Linked DNA regions of Sus scrofa: region 1 is linked to region 2. The links are chromatin contacts, called in public Hi-C maps. All regions are on one chromosome and are shown on one strand. The core of a region is the stretch at or near the end of the contact, and the rest is flanking DNA. Distances in the headings are between cores, read along the strand shown.

Region 1 (4,042 bases), core at 1,114-3,613, 42 kb before region 2:
GCGGAGGGGATGGCTGTCCCCAATAAAGTGATTGTTCCAAAGAATGCCCACATTCCGAAGACACAGGCTCAAGCCTGGGCCTCGGCCTCCAGACCTGGAGGCTTGGGAGGGGGGTGGTGGGGGGCGGAAAGAGGGATTGTGTCTCCCAGGAAGCGGAGGAAGATGTTTGCTAGATCAAAAGTCTGCAGTGCCCACCACTTAACCTCCCACGTTCCCGCCCCATCAGGACTGCAGACGCCCACCCCCCTCTGGCGTTCCCCCTCACCCCATCAGTGATGTGGCGGCTAATGGGGTTTGCAGTTTCTTTCCTATCATATTTCTCTAGAGGTGCGACGACACTCAGCTGTCCAGGTGTGTGTGGGGGGGGCATCCTTCTGGTTGATCTGCTCCAGTCTCCCCCAGTCAACTGCCCAGTTCGATCTCCCCCACCATCCCGCCCCCAGCCCCCAATTTTGAAACCTTCTTCCTTAAGCGAGGAACCAGCCAGCAGGACAGGGGCAGTGCTGATCCTGCCTGGGCCGGGCCTCTGCGTCCGCAGCGGGTGGGTGTCACATCTGCAAAACGGAGCCGGTGCAACTCCTGCTTTCTTCCCCATCCAGGGAGATAAAGGGCACTGGAAGACGCTCCAGAGATGACAAGACGAAGTGACAAATGCCAGAGAGCGCTGGACAGTGAGAACCGACAAGGGCAGATCTGGAGGAGAGCAGCAGCGCCCGCTGGGTCCGACGGTGCTCAAAGGGTCCCCCCCACCCCCGGCCCCAGCCAGCCTGCCCCTCCGCCGCCCTGGCCGCTGCGCCTCTCAAATCTGAGTCTGGCAGAGGTCTGGGCTCAGGGCAGAAGGCAGTCGGCGACCGCAGGCCCACTCCTCGCGGTCGCTCAACTGAGACGGGCGCCTGCGGAAATGGAATCTGGCCGCCCTGCGCTCCTGTCCTCCCGCGGAGCCAGGCCGCGGATCCCAGGTCCCCGGAGCGGCCACTTTCAGCCCCGGCGCCTGGGACACAAAACCCCTTCCCACTGGGGCGTTTCTGAAGCAGCCATCCTTAGTGTACGGCTCGGGGTTCCCTTCCCATCCCCTGCAGATGAAAAAGAATTTTCTCCGGAGAAGGTTTTACTTTGCAAATGAGAACGTGTTTTTAAGTAATAGGTGTGATGTATGACATATAAATACCCAGCGGCATAGGAGCAGAAATTCTAAATTTCCTTTTCCTTGATTTTTAACCGAGTATTTAAGTATAATAAATGTATAAGGGTAACTCTTAATTTTCACAAACAACAAACACACCGTGGAAACAGCACCCTGCTGAAGAAACAGCACCAGGTCTGCAGCGATTACTACTCTTTGCTAGCCTGGCTTCTACCACCCGCTTCTTGGTTTGCAGTTAAGACTTTTGAATCTTGAGTATAAATGCTTTTTAAAAAATGAATTGTTTTAACTTAAATCTCAATGTGAAGTGAACTCGGAGATGCAACCTGCGACTAGGGTCTTAATTTATCTCGTGTGGAGGGCGAGCGGCTTCCTCGGGGCAGGACATAAATGATGAACGGTGACAGTTGTTGGGGGCGCACCGTCGTTCTGGCGCGGGGCGCAGGGCGGGAAGGAACCGGGCCCATTTCTCCAGGCTCAACTCGTCACCTCCCCGGGTTGGCCAGAAACGTTGTCATCAAAGCAACGGCTTCGCTTTTCTTTTCTCTTTGGGATGGAAGAAGCTTCTAGACCACCACCACCCCCACCCTTCCCTGCAAATGCATAAACACGACTCCTGAGTCTCCAAACCCAGATTCCCACCAAGATAGCTCTTTCCCCCTCTCTTTTGCAAGTCTCTTGATTTCATTCTTTGAACCTGTGATTGGAGGTTAAAGTGCACCAAGGTTGGAAGGAGGAAGCTCTTAACAATAAAGGTTTGAATATTTAGCTGTGATGGGTCGCTGCCCTCTCGCGAGCGCCCCCCCCCATCTTTTAAAATGCAAATCATGTTTCGGGGGGGTGTGCGCCGTGCGCGCGCTGCGCCTCGACGTCTCCAGCCATTGGTGTCTGTGTCATTACTAATAAGAGTCTTGTAAACACTCGTTAATCACGTAAGGCCGCCGGCCTGGGGCTCCGCACGCCAGCCTGTGGCGGGTCTTCCCCGCCTCTGCAGCCTAGTGGGAAGGAGGTGGGAGGAAAGAAGGAAGAAAGAGAGGGAGGGAGGGCGGGACGAGGCAGGCCAGAGGGAGGGACCGCCTCAGAGGCAGAAGCGCCGCGAGGAGCCGGCGCAGCAGCGCGCTCTGGGGCGCAGCCACCCGCCGCTCCCGCGCCCCCTCGCCCCTTCCCCGGCGCGGCCCGCGGCAGCCTCCAGCGTGGGTCCCCAGGCAGCATGGTGAGGTTTGCCGTCGGGACCTCGCCACCATGTACGTGAGCTACCTCCTGGACAAGGACGTGAGCATGTATCCCAGCTCCGTGCGCCACTCCGGCGGCCTCAACCTGGCCCCGCAGAACTTCGTGAGCCCCCCGCAGTACCCGGACTACGGCGGCTACCATGTGGCGGCCGCGGCCGCCGCCGCCGCGAACTTGGACAGCGCGCAGTCCCCGGGGCCGTCCTGGCCGGCCGCGTACGGCGCCCCGCTCCGCGAGGACTGGAACGGCTACGCGCCGGGGGGCGCGGCGGCCGCCGCCAACGCCGTGGCTCACGGCCTCAACGGGGGCTCCCCGGCCGCCGCCATGGGCTACAGCACCCCGCCGACTACCACCCGCACCACCACCCGCACCACCACCCGCACCACCCGGCCGCCGCGCCCTCCTGCGCCTCGGGCTTGCTGCAGACGCTCAACCCCGGCCCTCCCGGGCCCGCCGCCACCGCCGCCGCCGAGCAGCTGTCCCCCGGCGGCCAGCGGCGGAACCTGTGCGAGTGGATGCGGAAGCCCGCGCAGCCGTCGCTCGGCAGCCAAGGTAAGTGGCGGCGGCGGGCGCCCGGGGAAGGCGCGGCGCGTGTCCCCGGCGGGTCTGGGGACTCCGCGCCAGGGGGCGGGGCGGAGCGACAACGTCTGGGGGCTCCGGCCCCCCGAGGCTTCTCCAGCTGCGGGGGGGGGGTCAGGAGTGGACATTTCGGTCCCTCGAGCCGCGCTCGGTTCGGGGCCGAGGAGAGGCTTCCTCTGTGCAGCCGTCTCGTTCCCAAGTCCTTACACTCTCGGGAGGCTCCCGGGAATGTCGCGGGCGGCTGCACCGGAGCCGAATCGCCCTTCCCACGTAGAGCCGCTCGCGCTCGCTTGGTGCGCGGCCTCCCTCGAACTTCACCAGGCCGGGCTCTCTCGACCCTCCGGGCACGTCCTCCTTCCCTGTCCGAGCCCCTCGGGAAGAGTGGTGGCCTGGGGCCGCGCGTGGGACCAGGTTTGGCCGTTCGGGCCAACTCTAGGGAGCGGAACTCGAGCGCGTAGCCGGCAAAGCTGCTGTAGCTGGAAAGAAGGTGTTGGCCCCAGGAGCTAAGTAGGGAAGGGGGGCGCCGAGGTCTTGGAACCTTTGATCTGCAAAGGGATACTTCAATCAACAGCCGAGGGCTGGGACAAGACACCCGGGGAGTCCCTTCGTGTCTGCAGAGGGAGAAAAGCAGCGGGTCGTGGTGGGGATTCAGCTGCTGCTCCAGTCAGGGATCATGGAACCCTCCCTTCCAGGGTCCGCGTGTGTGTGTGTGTGTGTGTAGGCGTGTGTACGTTCAAGAAGATTGTGCCAGAGGTGTCTCTGCAAAGATCTTGGGTTTGCCGAGCTGTGGGGGCTCAGAGGTTCCGAGTGTGGGAATGTGTGTCAAAGTGGGAAGGAAGTTCAGTAGGTGTGGTGGGAGAGTTCGCTTGGCTCCCCTTTTCCTCCACGAAGACTTTCCCAGCCCTCGGCACTTCCGCTTTTTTCTCTTCCCTCCTCTCTGGCCCAAGCCCGGCCGGCTTGCAGGTTATGGCCACTTTGCAGCGTTTATAGCCAATTACAGCCGTATAAATCAGAGCAGCCGTTGGGGGCTGTCTCTGGGCATCGGGATTTGCGTCACTGGGCACATGCCGGGGACCGACGAGGTGGGAA
Region 2 (4,510 bases), core at 1,385-3,884:
GAGGCTGCGCAGGGCCCACGAGCCGAGGGGCCCTGTGTCCTGGATGAGTTGGCAGGGGACGAAGGTTGAGGATGGAGGCTCTTGGGGGTGGAATTGGGAAGATGTCAGGGCCCCGGGCCGCACTTTTCCCGAGGCGCAGTGGCAGGCGTTTGGGGTCGAGCCTTCCAGTGCGGCGGATGCGGTTCATTTTTTAGGTTGAGGGTTTGGGACGTCCCTATTGTTGTTAGTATTCGGATCTCTACTACAAATGAAAGTTGTTCTCCTAGCGGCGTGAGGCCTCCCTAGGAGCAGGCAAGCGGGTTCATAGACCTTGAAGTTTCTGCTCCTTCCCACGTTTCCAGGACGGGCCATCCAGACTGAAGCAGCATCCTACAGGCACCTGGCCTGGGCGTATGGATGCTTCCCACGGGGGTGGGGGTGCTCTGGGTCAGAGGGTGCAGGCAAGGGCCTCTCTGACCCCAGCCTTCCAGGTCTCCCCCTTCCCCCGGCAAGTCTGCCGATTTTCCTTAGTTTCTGGCTCCTTCTGTCCCCCTGCCTGAACTTAGGCTCCGCCAGGGCAGAAGGAACACACCCGGGAGGTAGGGAAGTTCTCCCACCTCAGAAGGGCTCTGATTTCAGAACGTCCATCGACTTTTTTCTCAAGAAGCTGCAAGGAGGGCTGGGAATTCGGGAGACGCGCTCCTAGTGCGGGAAGGGGGCCGCGGAGGGAGGCAGCTCCTGGCAGGAAGCTCCCGACTCAGAGCCCTGCGCCCCGTCCAGAGACGCTATTCTTCCGCCTCCCAAGAATTTCGCATTTCCTAGGACTCCGAGGTCTTTGGCCCCGGCCGCGCGGGCTGGATGAGGGCGCCTCGCTGCACCCTGAGCCCCCCCTGGGCCTGGGGTGCGGCCGGAGGTGGGGGGAGATCGTGGCCCAAGTTGGGACCCTGTCCTGCCCCACACAGCCTTCATGAGAAAGTGGGGAGAGGCGAGCCCCGGGCCCGCCGAAGCCCCGCTTGGCTGCGCCTGGGTCAGGGTCAGGGCCAGGCAGGCCAGCCAGACCTGGCAGACTGGGGGCCGCTCCAGCCTCTTTCCCAAACTCCCGACTGTTAGTTGGAAAGAAAAGTCAACTATTTGCAGTGCAGGTGTGACGAGAAGTGGCTTCGGCACGGAAGCGATAACATTGTGTAGCGGCAGCAGCACAGGCCGCGCAGCAACTCGCCGCAGGCACGGGCCGAGAAGGGACCTGGGGGCCGCTCAGCGTCTGCGCCTCCGGCCCCTGCTCCGGGAAGACCTTTCCTTACGTGCCGGTGCCTGGGGCCGCCCTGAGCCGCCTGTGCAAAGAGGACACCTTCCTGCTCAAACCGACACGCTGGGAAGCAGCGTGGGGAGGGCCCTTCAGACACTTTTGTTTGTTCGAAAGTGAATTAGCATCGCAGACGCCTCTCCCAGCTGCCAGCGTCGAGGGTGAGCGGCCAGTCCTCGGTCTGGCGGTGAGCCCCCTACCCCACCCCACCCCTGGCCCTGGCCTCTAGACATCTTTGCAGGCTTGGGTGCAGTTTTCCTCCCCTGATTTTCTGCACCAACCTGGTGCCCCCGAGTCGGCCTGGCTTTCTTTACTCGAGCTGCTTTGCTCAGGAAAAAAGGGGCCTGGGGCTCTGAAGGCACGCTCTGGCCGGGTAGGGAGCATCCCAGAGCCCTACTCGGCTCCCTCGGTGTGCAATTCTGGGGGCCTTGGGCGGGCGGACCTCCCTGCTGGAGGAGAATTGGAGGGTCCCGAGCCTTGAGCCTCATCAGGCCTAGATTTGCAGGGAGCGCGCAGGCTCCTGGAGTTCAGCGTATCAGGAAAGGAAGGAGCCTAAGCTCCTAGGAGGAGAGCTGAGTGGAAAGACACTCCAAGCTGGGGCCAGAGAAGTGCTTCTGTGCAGAATGGCCTTGCTAGGTTCCGGTATGCTTTAGTCCGACTCTGCCTTATCCACAGGGGCTGGGGAGGGGCCCTGGGAAGCGCTGGAAGGTAGAGGCAGCCAGGCCGAGAGCGGGTGAGGACAAAGGGGACGGGGAGCCAGGCTTACCTGCCCACTGGCCTTTCCACGCGTGAGCCTTGGTAGACTTCATCCACGGGAAAGGCGGCTGGACGCGGCCGGGCTCCTCCAGGGCTCCTGGCTCGGCTCCATCCGGGAAGGGCCCGGCGGGCGGGTGCGGGAGTGCCAGCTGAGCCGGGAGGTGGTGGTGGAGGTGCGCCACCGCCGGGTCGTCGGCGAGCGGGGGCACCTCGTACGGGGAGATGTCCGGGGGGCCGCCCTGCTCCAGCGCGCCCAGGGCGCCGGCGAACGGAGGCGGCGGCGGCGGCGGCGGGGGCTGGCGGCCCATGTACAGGCACGCAGGGGGGCTGGCGCTGAACTCTGGCGCCGGGCCCCGCTGGAAGGCGCAGGGGTCCTTGTAGAGCTGCGTGGCCGCGTAGTACTGCTCCTCGCCATTCATGACTGCCGCCAGGGCTTGGGGACCCCTGCAGGGAGCTGGAGCCGGGGACCTGGAGCTGTGCGGCGCTCCCGCTCCCGGCGCCACCCCTGCTGCTTTGACAGCTCCGCAGCGCTGGCAGAGGGAACCTGCTGCCGGCGGGGACGGGCGGGCGGCTGCCACGCCATAGGCTCCGCTGTGCCCCACGTGGCTCAGCCCGAGGCCATTATTGGCCTGGCTGGCTGCCTTAAGAAGCCAGGCCCAGGTACCCACCTGAAGGTTTCAGTATTCTCTCTCAGCTGAGTTTACTGCTCACCCCTGCATGTGCAGTTGGCAGTACTTGCCAAAGTGGGACATGCGGGGAAAATATTTGGACTTCTATTCATGTATAGAAACATACTTTTGTCATCCTTTAAACGGTCTGTGTTGTTTGTACATTTGATAATGTGCATATTGTCGCAAAACAAGGGCTTGCGAATCTCCTCTAACCAGCGATTTCAATAAACGAGAGAAAATGCTTAGAAAAAAATTGTGCATATCGGTTCAGTAATATAATTGAGAAATAGGCACATGTCAAGATTGTACCCAAACTAAAAAAAACAAAACAAACAAAAAAACAAAAACACTGTTAGGGGACACGATCAAAACTTTCTGCAGACCCCAGCTCTACAGGTCAGAAGCAGTTGGTTCTATTTTATTTATGTTTATACACAACCACGAGTGATCCAGCGTTCGCATTATGTTTTTGTCTGTGGTTTGCTCTGGGGGATTTCCGGAGTGTAAACTCTAACTTCAGAAGCATTCCCAATGGATTTTTGGCTTTTTTTTTTAATTGAAAAGCATTATTAATTTTGATTTGGGGACGCTGGGGCTCGTTCGGCCACCTCAGAGTGCAGTTTGCTACTGGGGCAAGGGGGCAGAGAAGTAGCGTCCTCTTCTGTGGCCGGGAGGCAGGGGCGAGGGCTGGGCACAGGTTTCCAGATCCTTCTTGATGGCTCCCCACGGATCCGGGACCTCGCTGGAGTCTGTCAGCTGCAGGACGTTGACTCCCGTGTCTGGCTCAACCAAGGCAGGCCTGGGGGAGAAGCAATGTTCGGGAAAAGAAGGAAAAGCCCTGCGTTTTTTTAAATTACAACATCCGTGTTGGGCTGCCACTGATGCTGGTAACTTCTGGGCACTCTGGGCATCCTCGCTAAATAGAGACGCTTTTTGGAACCCAGAGGTGCAGATGGGGCCTCTTCCGGGGCGCGGCGGCATCTAATCCCGGGACAGGACCAACGCGGCCGACTGGTCACGCCGAAATGACCACAGTCCGCGAACCGCCACGAGGGTTTTAGACAACCTGAGCGAGTTTGCAGAAGAGCCTGGGCCAGAGGGAGCGTGAACCACAAGGAACCAGCACGAGAAATCGCCCCACTGACCTCCCTAACCTGCAGACTGTATCCAGTCTTTTGCGAGGTAGATTTTAATATATTTTTTTCCCCCGGTGGAAGGACCCGTCGTCTGTGTACGGATTGAGCGGGCTCCTCGGAAATACGCCTCCTTTTCATTAAAAAGCAAAAGCTACTTGGGAATCAGGACGTCTCTGCAGAGTCCTCCTCCGGTAAGATGCTGGTGCCGCCAACATCCGTGTTGGGGTCCGCGCGGGGGGTGGGCGCGCGCGGCTCCGGGGCTCGTGGGGGCGCCGGCTCCCGAAGCAGGGCAGGTCGAGAGCGAGAGCGGCGGACGGACGGTGGGGGGAGACCCGGCGATCTCGTCAGGGAAAAGGGCCACCTGCGGTCCTCGGGGGCCGGGGTGCGAAAGCCTGGGACCCGCACCTAATCTCTCAATGAGTCCATTGTTCGCGGCGTCCGCGGAGGACCCGCGCTATCACCCGCCGCGAGTGACCACATCGATCAGGAGGGCAGGGCCCAAGGGGGTTGCCGGGCCGCGGCGTGTTGACCCTGGGAGATAATGTGCCGAGCCGCGGCGGGTTGACTTGGCGACGCGGTTATGAGCGGGCCGCAGCTCGGCTTGGGACAAAGATCGGCCACCTTCCCCCTCCCCCCTCTTCCGCCCCCTTGGCCGCTCAGCAGCC

What was found. Hi-C and Micro-C count contacts between places; a contact is called where the count stands out from the background.
Region 1: a Hi-C map of epiblast stem cells shows a contact between it and region 2, with 1.9 times the contacts expected there. The contact joins the promoter of CDX2 here to the promoter of PDX1 in region 2. A contact is called at or near these places in 5 of 47 Hi-C or Micro-C datasets (blood, brain, embryonic fibroblasts and 2 more).

Annotation. Positions count from the first base shown.
Region 1 is chr11:5,344,402-5,348,443 of Sscrofa11.1, reverse strand. It overlaps CDX2 (caudal type homeobox 2), which reads left to right and starts at 2,363. Exons shown (of 4, transcript NM_001278769.1): 1 at 2,363-2,709; 2 at 2,712-2,926. The coding sequence starts at 2,387.
Region 2 is chr11:5,301,733-5,306,242 of Sscrofa11.1, reverse strand. It overlaps PDX1 (pancreatic and duodenal homeobox 1), which reads right to left and starts at 2,634. Exons shown (of 2, transcript NM_001141984.2): 1 at 2,049-2,634. The coding sequence starts at 2,457.